2 separate regions of the Capsicum annuum genome follow, and region 1 is linked to region 2. Evidence: chromatin contacts called from public Hi-C data. All regions are on one chromosome and are shown on one strand. Each heading gives the region's core, a stretch centred on a gene start, on an enhancer-like site or on the middle of the called end of the contact. The rest is flanking DNA. Distances are from core to core; before and after follow the strand shown. Region 1 holds the start of LOC107844240 (50S ribosomal protein L18). Region 2 has its middle 29 kb from the start of LOC124898712.

Region 1 (4,679 bases), core at 1,902-4,401, 84 kb before region 2:
TAGCAGCATTGTTATCAGTAAGGGATGGCAATGTGTTCCTTAAGTCTCTCGCGTTTGTGGTAGCAACGGAGATCACCTTGCTGGTTCCTCGATGCATGACTTTTGCATGGATAAATCGTTTTGAAAAGAAAACATTTAGTAAAAAGGGTCTCATATACATATCTGTCCGTTGTTTCCATGACTTCCTGTTGGGCTTTTTTGCAGCTTCACTCCGGGATCTTCTTGTCCATGCAGCCTCGACGACAAATTTCTACAGAACATGAACAAGTACATTCTCAAAAATCCACATCAAACAAGCTATCCATGCTGCAGTTTCTAAGTCCTATCGTTTCTATCTGTTATCCATGCTAAGCTAGGATGTAAACATGTCAGAATACGCCATGCTATACATAATACATTGAGTACATCATATTTTGATCCGAACACTTATTTCTTCTTAGAGCAAGCACCTTATCCAACCAAAATGATGATCCTTGGTCTAAAAGTTACCCAACTTGAAAGAATCTTGCCTCCTAACCTCTTTATAATATTGAGCAAAATAATTGTCTTCTAAACATGACTTGGTCTAAAAGATATGTACTTGCTGAAAAAAGTTAGCTGAGGCAGCTATGCCATTACGCAGGCAATGAAGAAACAGAATGGATACGATTTTGAAGTCAACTACAATAAGCCAGATAAAGATATTCAAATTTCACTCAATTCTAGAAGTTACTTTCCATAAATCAGCACATCTGTTTAATAATTAAGTAAGAAAAAGAACATATAAACAAGCCAAGCAATACTCAAAAGAAACCTCCGCATGTGAATATTGCTTTCCAGAGTATAATTGCTGGTAAAGATGACAGAAACATGACGCCTCAAATATATCGTGTGGTAACAAAAATGTATTGTTTTGTGGTATATCTTCGGTTCATATTTCGTCAATCAATCCTTCTTAATTCACATCTTTGTTGACAGAATTTCTAATACCAGGTCAAGGTGAGATAGCGAATGAAACTACAACTCGGTTCCAAAAAAGAAAGCCAAAGGGCCAATCTTTGAATAGGAAAAAGAATGGATCTTCAGGGTCCCAAATGAATTGGCTTATACCAAAAAGACCTTGTTCTTTGGAAGATCTATCTTGTGCTTGGTATGTACTAACTCTATCCTAAAACAATTTAAAGAAAAATTGTTTGCCAATTCTGAAGCTCAAAATATTACATAAACAGCTGCAGTACTAGTGGATCAAGCTAACCTTATGTCAGGATACACTAAAGCTGCAGCAAGCATTAAGTTATTTAAAAAGGTCTTAGTAGATTTAGGCAGATACATTCCAGTTCTGGTCTAACAATATTTACACGGGTCAGGAACTTCATCAAGCACTCTCTACTTTACTACGCTCACGTGAAGACATTCAGACTCTCGTGACTGCAAATATCAATGTTGAAAAGAAGGAACATATTAGCAACTGTTTGGACAATCCCTTTGCCCATCTTTACGTCCTCATTTCGACCACCTTCTTTTTTCCCTTCCCCGGAGGAGGTGTCTGTTCAATCAGAAACTAAGAAACTACAAGGGTCTCTGAAATGGAAGTTGGGGAGTAATGGGGTTTTTTATGTCAAGACCTTCTATGATAAGCTTTTGGTGAGGGAGGTGGAGGCCTTCCCCGTAAAGTCGATTTGGATTCCTAAGGTGCTAAGAAATGTGTTTTTTCTCATGGTTAGCTGCTAGAGGAGTGATTTTGACGGTGGAAAACCTTAGGAAAAGCAAGTTCATATGCATTAAGCTGGTGCTTCTTATGCAAGGAGACGGGTGAGGATGTTGATCATCTGCTACCACATAGCAACCTGACTTCGAAACTGTGCTGGGATATGTTTAACTGGTTTGGTATGTCTTGGGTGATGCCTAGCCTCCGGCCCCTTATTTATTTTTGGTGCACCTATATGTAGTGCCGGTTTGTGTAGAGGATTGGGTGTCTCGTAATTGTAGGTTCTTTACTTTTTGGCATACGGTCGATTCTGGCCTTGTGATTAATGAATCTATTTACCTGATCCAAAAAAAAAAAAGAAATCTCTGTATTGCCTGAGAATGAACACTTGTGTCATATGGGCTTTTGCTTCCGAATTTCTCAAACGTCTAAATTCCATAAAAATCCAATCTTTAAAAAGGAACATTGTCATTTCAGCTGAATTTTAGAAATTGGATGGTTCTCTTCTGTCCAGCTCCTATGTTTTCCACATCAATCAGAAGAAAAGACTTAAAAAAAAAAATCTCCTTGAATTAACTGATATCATTGCGATTGTATCCCTACTCCGTAGCAACACAACGACAACAACATACCCAGCGTAATCACACAAGTGGTGTCTCGATAGTGTGTACGCAGACCTTACCTCTTCCTCAGCAACACAAAAGACCAAAAATAAAAGAGGGATTGGGGAGGAGCAATCAGATAAGGTGGAAACATATAGTTACAGTTAAGCAGAAACACAACGAAATAATCAAACTATTGTGCCCTCCTTCACATTTTGTTCGACTTAGTTACTATCTACCATCACTAATATTCCAACTTTGTTCAAAAATTTGTTTGCCCATTCACTCTTTATATTAAAAAAAAATGCAGACTGATTCTAATTAGAGCAAGAAAGTGACAGAATAAACCAGAAATTACAGGGCAAAAAATACCCTCAGAAAATAAATAAAATAGTAGAAATAGATGAAGAAAGACAGAAAGAAGATACCTGGTGGAGAGAGAGATTTGAAGGGAAGGGTGTTGAAGAAGAAGACGAAGAAATATTGAGTTGGGGTAAAGAAGAAGACCATGAAAGGGAATTGGGTTTTTGTGATTGAAGGAATTCAGATGAGAGGGAGAAACATAGAGTAGGTGCAAATGATGAAGAAGCCATTCTTCCTCACTCTTCTTCACTAAGCTATTCCTATCCCTGTCAACACAAAACAACACGCACCATATATGGCCTACTACTCCCCCCTCCCTTAGCTTTTTAGATGGAGTAGCCAGGAGTAACAAAAATTAGTGTCCAATCAAAATTAAGCCACAATTTCAATTAGTTTAGTACTATAAATGAAAAGTAATCACTTTGTAATACTCTCTTTTAACCCCATATTAATTGATTATCTTATCAAAAATAAATGTCTCATATAAAATTGTTACCTTGTTAGATCAAATTAGAAATTGTATATATACATACAAATTCACTTTAGAGATTACATATGGGCTTGAAATTTATTTTGTATACAAATACAAGTCTTTAGAGAGATTTGTATTTGAGCCTCAAAGTTCGTCCTCAAACATATATGAATCCCAAAAGTCGAAATATACTATTTAATCTAAATGTTAGCTGTAAATCATAATTATTTTAAATATTAGCTATTTTAGATAATTATCAGTTGATGTTTTCAATTGCACATATTTTTTCCTATTGTATTGGATGCGTAACTTTTTTGTTCGACCAAGATGAATAACTACTTAACTAGGTGTACCATCTTACAATCTTATCCTAATGGGCCTCTATGCATCCCTCATACTGGCCACTAAGCCCAAATAAACTTGCATAGGCCCATTTAAGAGGGCAGCTCCTAAGTTCTATTGGGCTCTTTCCTGCTGGACCTTCGTGCTAAGTCTACCAAGGTGCTTTGTACTAGTCTAAGTGTGCATCGGTCGGTTCGATTTGATTTTATACGTTATTGGTTCGATTTATCAGTTTTTCATTTTTGAATATGCAAAATCAATAATCAACAAATAAGATATTTTTTATCGATTTTTTGTCCTTAATGGTTCGATTTTCAATTTAACCAATAAAAAAATACTCATAAAATAAAAATAGTAACAACTAACATAAAAAAATAGAATCTTAGTTGTCGCCAAACTCCTACACAATATATATATAAGTAGTATAGTTATTTATATATATATATATATATATATATATATAACATAAATTGGGGTAAAACAATAATTTAGTATATCCTTATTGAGTTATCAGTTAACCGATAACCCAATAAGCTAAAATCGATCCATTAATCCAATAATTTTTTTTATAAGATCAATAAAAAAATTGTCAACCCAATAACCCAATAACAATTTTTATCGATTCAATTTATCGGTTGATTCGGTTTTTGCACACCCCTACAAGTCTACAAGCCGAGGTATATAGCTGAATTACATCATATCTTCTTTCTTTTTTGCAAAATTACTAAAAACCTCTGAATAATTCATACGAGTACATAATTCTTTCAAATAAATCTCTTAATTTTATACAGATATATCATATTCTTTCAAATACATCTCTCAATTTTACACAAATACATTATATTCCACATAAATACATCACCTAACTATACACGAATACATCACATACTTCAATGATATATCCAAACTTTTAAATAAAATTAAGAATTTATATAATTATTCAAAAAGGTTGGATTTTAAGTAATTATGATAAAATAAATTGTGACATGATGTAATTTTTCCTTAAAAAAAAACAACAACAATAGCAGCAAGTAGGTTAATGTTACATCATTACTATGCTAAATTAATTCAATACAATTAGCTATTTTAAAATTTAATTTTGATCTTTCATAACATGATAAATCAATAATTATCATTTATTTGACTTCAACTTATATATACTCACATAATAATATTTATTGATGAAATTAGGACGAAAATTAAACCGCCTATG
Region 2 (4,241 bases), core at 1,691-4,190:
TCTAGGACCTCCTCATTGAAAGGGTGAAGGGGATTGATAAGAAGGAAGGCCTCTATTATTTTTTCAAAATCATTTCAAACAGATTTGCGAATGAAGATGCAGGTTTGATGGTGGATAATGATGTAGATGTTATAGCTTTGCTAGGAATAAGGTGGTATAATAGGCTTGGTTATCCCTCTTTAAAGGTATTAAAGCACTTGTCACTGATCAAAGGAATCAAAGATGTAGATGTTTGTAGTAACTGCTCAGTTTGTCCTCTTACTAAGCAAACTAGGCTTCATTTTTCTTCCAGCATGTCTAAAGCTAACAACATTTTTTATTTGATTCATATGGATGTGTAGGTAGAGGCGGACCCACGTGTAGCGGTGGGGTGTACGTACATCCGTTAACGTCGAAAAAAATTGTATTTATATATATATACCTTGATAAATTGGTAGTGCACCTTGGTGTGCTGGTTGACACCCGCACTTCCACCCACGCGACCAAGGGTTGATTCCCGGGAACCACACAACATTTTCTCTTTTATTTCCAATTCTTCAGATTTAAAGGCTTATTAACAAAACTTGATGAAATGGGAATTCGAACCAGCGATTAGTACCTAAGGTTCCTTCACCATTGACCTACCACAACTGATTGTTAAAAATTGATAAAAGTAAATTTCATATTTCAATTCTTCAGATTTAAAGGCTTATTACCAAAGTTGTAACAAAAATTGATGAAATGGGGATTTGAACTCACAACTAATCCCTAAGGTGAACACCCCTTCACCACTAACCTACCACAATTGATGGTTATAAAAGTAAACTTTATATTATAAGAAAGTAAAGTTATTATCTTAGAACTCATATTCGTTCGATATAATTATTTTTGCATTATTGTTCATGTCTTTGGCGACCAATTGAATATGATAATATCCCTTAATCTACACTCAAAGTTTTTCTAACGTCGTAAGATATATTGGTGCACCACAATATTATCAAAAGTAATAAGCGTAAAAAAACTTCAAGGTCTATTGTGTTTAATCACAAAGTACAAATAAAGTGTGAGATTTAACAAAAAAGGCATAAAAAGAGAAAAAAATATAAATATATGTCTAGTCCAAGACTAATAATATGAGTATGAATGAGAAATATATGAACAATTTTTTTTTTTATAAAGTGAAATATCAATTGTTTAGCCTTCGTCTAGGAAAAGTATGTATTAGAAATTAGAACCTAAGCTGCACATTAAGCGAGACGAGCGCTCAACACATTTTGAGTCTTACTTCGAGGCTTATGCGTGCCTTTGACAACACTGGTGCGCCCACAGACTTCAGATCCTGGGTTCGCCTCTGTGTGTAGGGTCCTTAAAGAATTGCTACTCATACTGACTGTATGATACAAGATCGACAAAGAAGACACAAAACAAACACCAAAAATAGTCCACAAGTTGAAAGAACCGAGGATCCCTTTGGTGATCACTCTCGGATTCACTACAACAACAACGAAAACACAATAACAAGAAGATATTAAGGTGTTCAATACCTCTAAAATCAGCGAGCCAACAAACTAGATTAGTAACACAAGCACAAGAACAAAAAGAACACAAAGTTTCGGTTTGGGACACCAAACCCGATAATGAACAACAACAAAAATGATATAGAGATAGATAGATAGTTAACTTGACATACAAATGTACAAACACTGTGAACCTAAGTGTATATTAAACACAAAGACCCAAAATTCATACAAGTAACATCAAGCTCTACGGTGACCTCAAGGGAACGGGACCAAGCAATCAACGTTTCAAAACTAGCATCAACACAAGTGATATCCACACTTGTTACAAGGAATCCACCTTGCAGGACTCTCTCTCTACAGCTCTCAAAATATCATCAAAGTTATGAACAAAAGACCTAATATGTTCTGCCTATAGTCTAGGTTAACTTATTACAAAATTACTATAATGCCCTTAATGAACCAAGACAAAGGGGCGGCCTTGGAGTGTGCATATTGGACGGCTTTAGAGTGTTGAGACTTGTTCTCTACACTTCAAAGCTTGTTCCATTGGTTGGCCAGCCACCCGAGCTCAAGCCTTTACGTATTGGTCCACAATTACGATTGTACTTGTATCACTGTAGATTTTTCTTAACAATTGTTGATGATAAGTCTAGAATGACTTGGGTGTTTTTGATGAAGTTTAAAAGTGATGTGTTTCAGATTCTTAAGTGTTTCTTTGCCTTAGCTTTGAACCAGTTCAATAAGTTTATTAAAAGGGTAAGATCAGACAATGACACTGAATTCTTCAACAGGGTATATAAATCTTTATTTGAAAGTTTGGATGTTATTCATGAAAGTTGTTGTCCACACGCTCCATAATAAAATGGAGTTGGTAGGGAGAAAACACAGACACATACTTGAGGTGGATAGAGCACTTAGGTTCCAAAGATTTATACCAATTAAATTCTGGGTTGAGTGTGTCCTAGCAGTTGTTTACCTATTGAGGTGCTGTATTTCATGGCCATCAACCTAGTACTTTTATTATTGTGGAATTATAATAATTTTTAAAATTAAATATTTATTTATTTACCGTCTAAATTATGGTTAAAATCTTTGACTAATTATATTTTAATTATTAAATTAACTTGTGTCACCGGTCCTTAATATAAGCAAGAATTTTAAAAAAATGGAGAAAATAAAAAAAAAGGAGCCAAATTTTTCAGAATTTAAGTTTTGTATAATGTTAGTGTATATTTTATACTATTAAATATATTTAATTTGAAGATTATCTAATTTTTTCTTTTTAAATTTTTATATAAAAAATTAAATAACATACGGATTAAATTTTACTTGAGAGCGTAAATATTTTTGTCCCCGACATTTAAACTCACTGGAGGCAGATTAGGATATTGATTAGAAACGTCTATTGTGATTGAAGAGGTGTAGGACAGGTGTTAAGATATTCCGTTTGCTATAATATAAAAAAAGTATAAATGTTGGTCAATAGAACAAGTTCGATTGACTTAGACTTGTTCAACAATTAAACAAAAAAAAAAAGGAGTTTGTGGAAAAATACTTTATTTTATTTTAAGATATTTAAATACACTAAGAAAAGTCGTTCCGCGATGATTTTTTTTTCTTTCTAAATAAGAATTTTCTGCATACCAAATGCATCCATCATTATGCATGGTACATACGTGATACGTCGTCCTTCGTATAATGATTGCATAATTATGTGATAAAAATGAATTCCACGTCTAATTAATACTCCCTCCATTTCATAAAAAAAGAAATCTATTTTTTTTAATCCGTTTAAAAAAAATAATTTTTTTTTATTTTCTGACAATACTTTAATTTCAACTTTTCACGTGACATGTTTAGGACCACAAGATTAAAAAATATTTTAATGTATTTAACATAACTTTAATTTAAGACCACAAGATTCAAAAGTCTTCTTTATTTTTCTTAAACTTTATGCTAAGTTCTTTTTTTAAACGGAGGGAGTAATATAAGAGCCGGTGTTTTAAATAGGGCCTCATGATACAAAAGAAAACAAATAAATACTTTATTTAGAGGTACATTTTATATACTATTATTTATTGATGGTATTAGAATTGTGAAATACCTTTGAGTTATATCATATATTGATTTACCGTAGCATGTAGTATCTATACGTTTTAATTTATATATAATATTTTTTCTCTTAATATATCTCTAAAAGGATCAATGTTATATTGTTATTCATCATATTTCCAAATTAGAATTAATTTAAATTTCAGGTTTTTATTTTATTTTAATAAAATAATTTATAATCAAATAAATATTTATAATTTGTTTTAAATAACAAATTTCAATTTTTTTAAAAAATTAAATGCCTAATTAAACATCGCCACATAAATAAACACGGAACAATACTAATTAAGATTTTAAATTTAAAAACATGCATGTAGTTACACTGTCGTGAATTATAAAAAGCTTTTTATGCAGTTTAAAATTATCGGTGGTACCATGTGTATGAAATACTTGAAATTAAGTATATGTATTCAAATTTTTAAATTTTAGGAATTTTAATAATATTAATATTAAATAAAATAATACTTGTGCTCACTGTCAATCATTATAAAAAATATAAATATCTTAATAGTACATAAATACTCTATGATCTATAAAAAACAAAAACGACAGGATAGAGTAGACCATAGTAATTAATCCAAAACTAACACCTAGACTGTTAATTGTATTAAAGTATGCAAATGTGTTCTC

What was found. Hi-C and Micro-C count contacts between places; a contact is called where the count stands out from the background.
Region 1: a Hi-C map of bud shows a contact between it and region 2, with 2.3 times the contacts expected there. The contact joins the promoter of LOC107844240 here to the enhancer-like site in region 2. A contact is called at or near these places in 2 of 5 Hi-C or Micro-C datasets (bud and placenta).

Annotation. Positions count from the first base shown.
Region 1 is chr1:201,251,837-201,256,515 of UCD10Xv1.1, reverse strand. It overlaps LOC107844240 (50S ribosomal protein L18), which reads right to left and starts at 3,151. Exons shown (of 2, transcript XM_016688703.2): 1 at 2,718-3,151; 2 at 1-250. The coding sequence starts at 2,882.
Region 2 is chr1:201,168,555-201,172,795 of UCD10Xv1.1, reverse strand. No RefSeq gene overlaps it. Among protein-coding and RNA genes, the nearest start is that of LOC124898712, 29 kb to the left of the region's middle. Within about 2 kb of position 2,940, at least 5 of the 5 cell types and tissues checked have an H3K27ac peak or open chromatin away from gene starts, as enhancers often do. A contact at or near this core is called in bud, where this site is marked.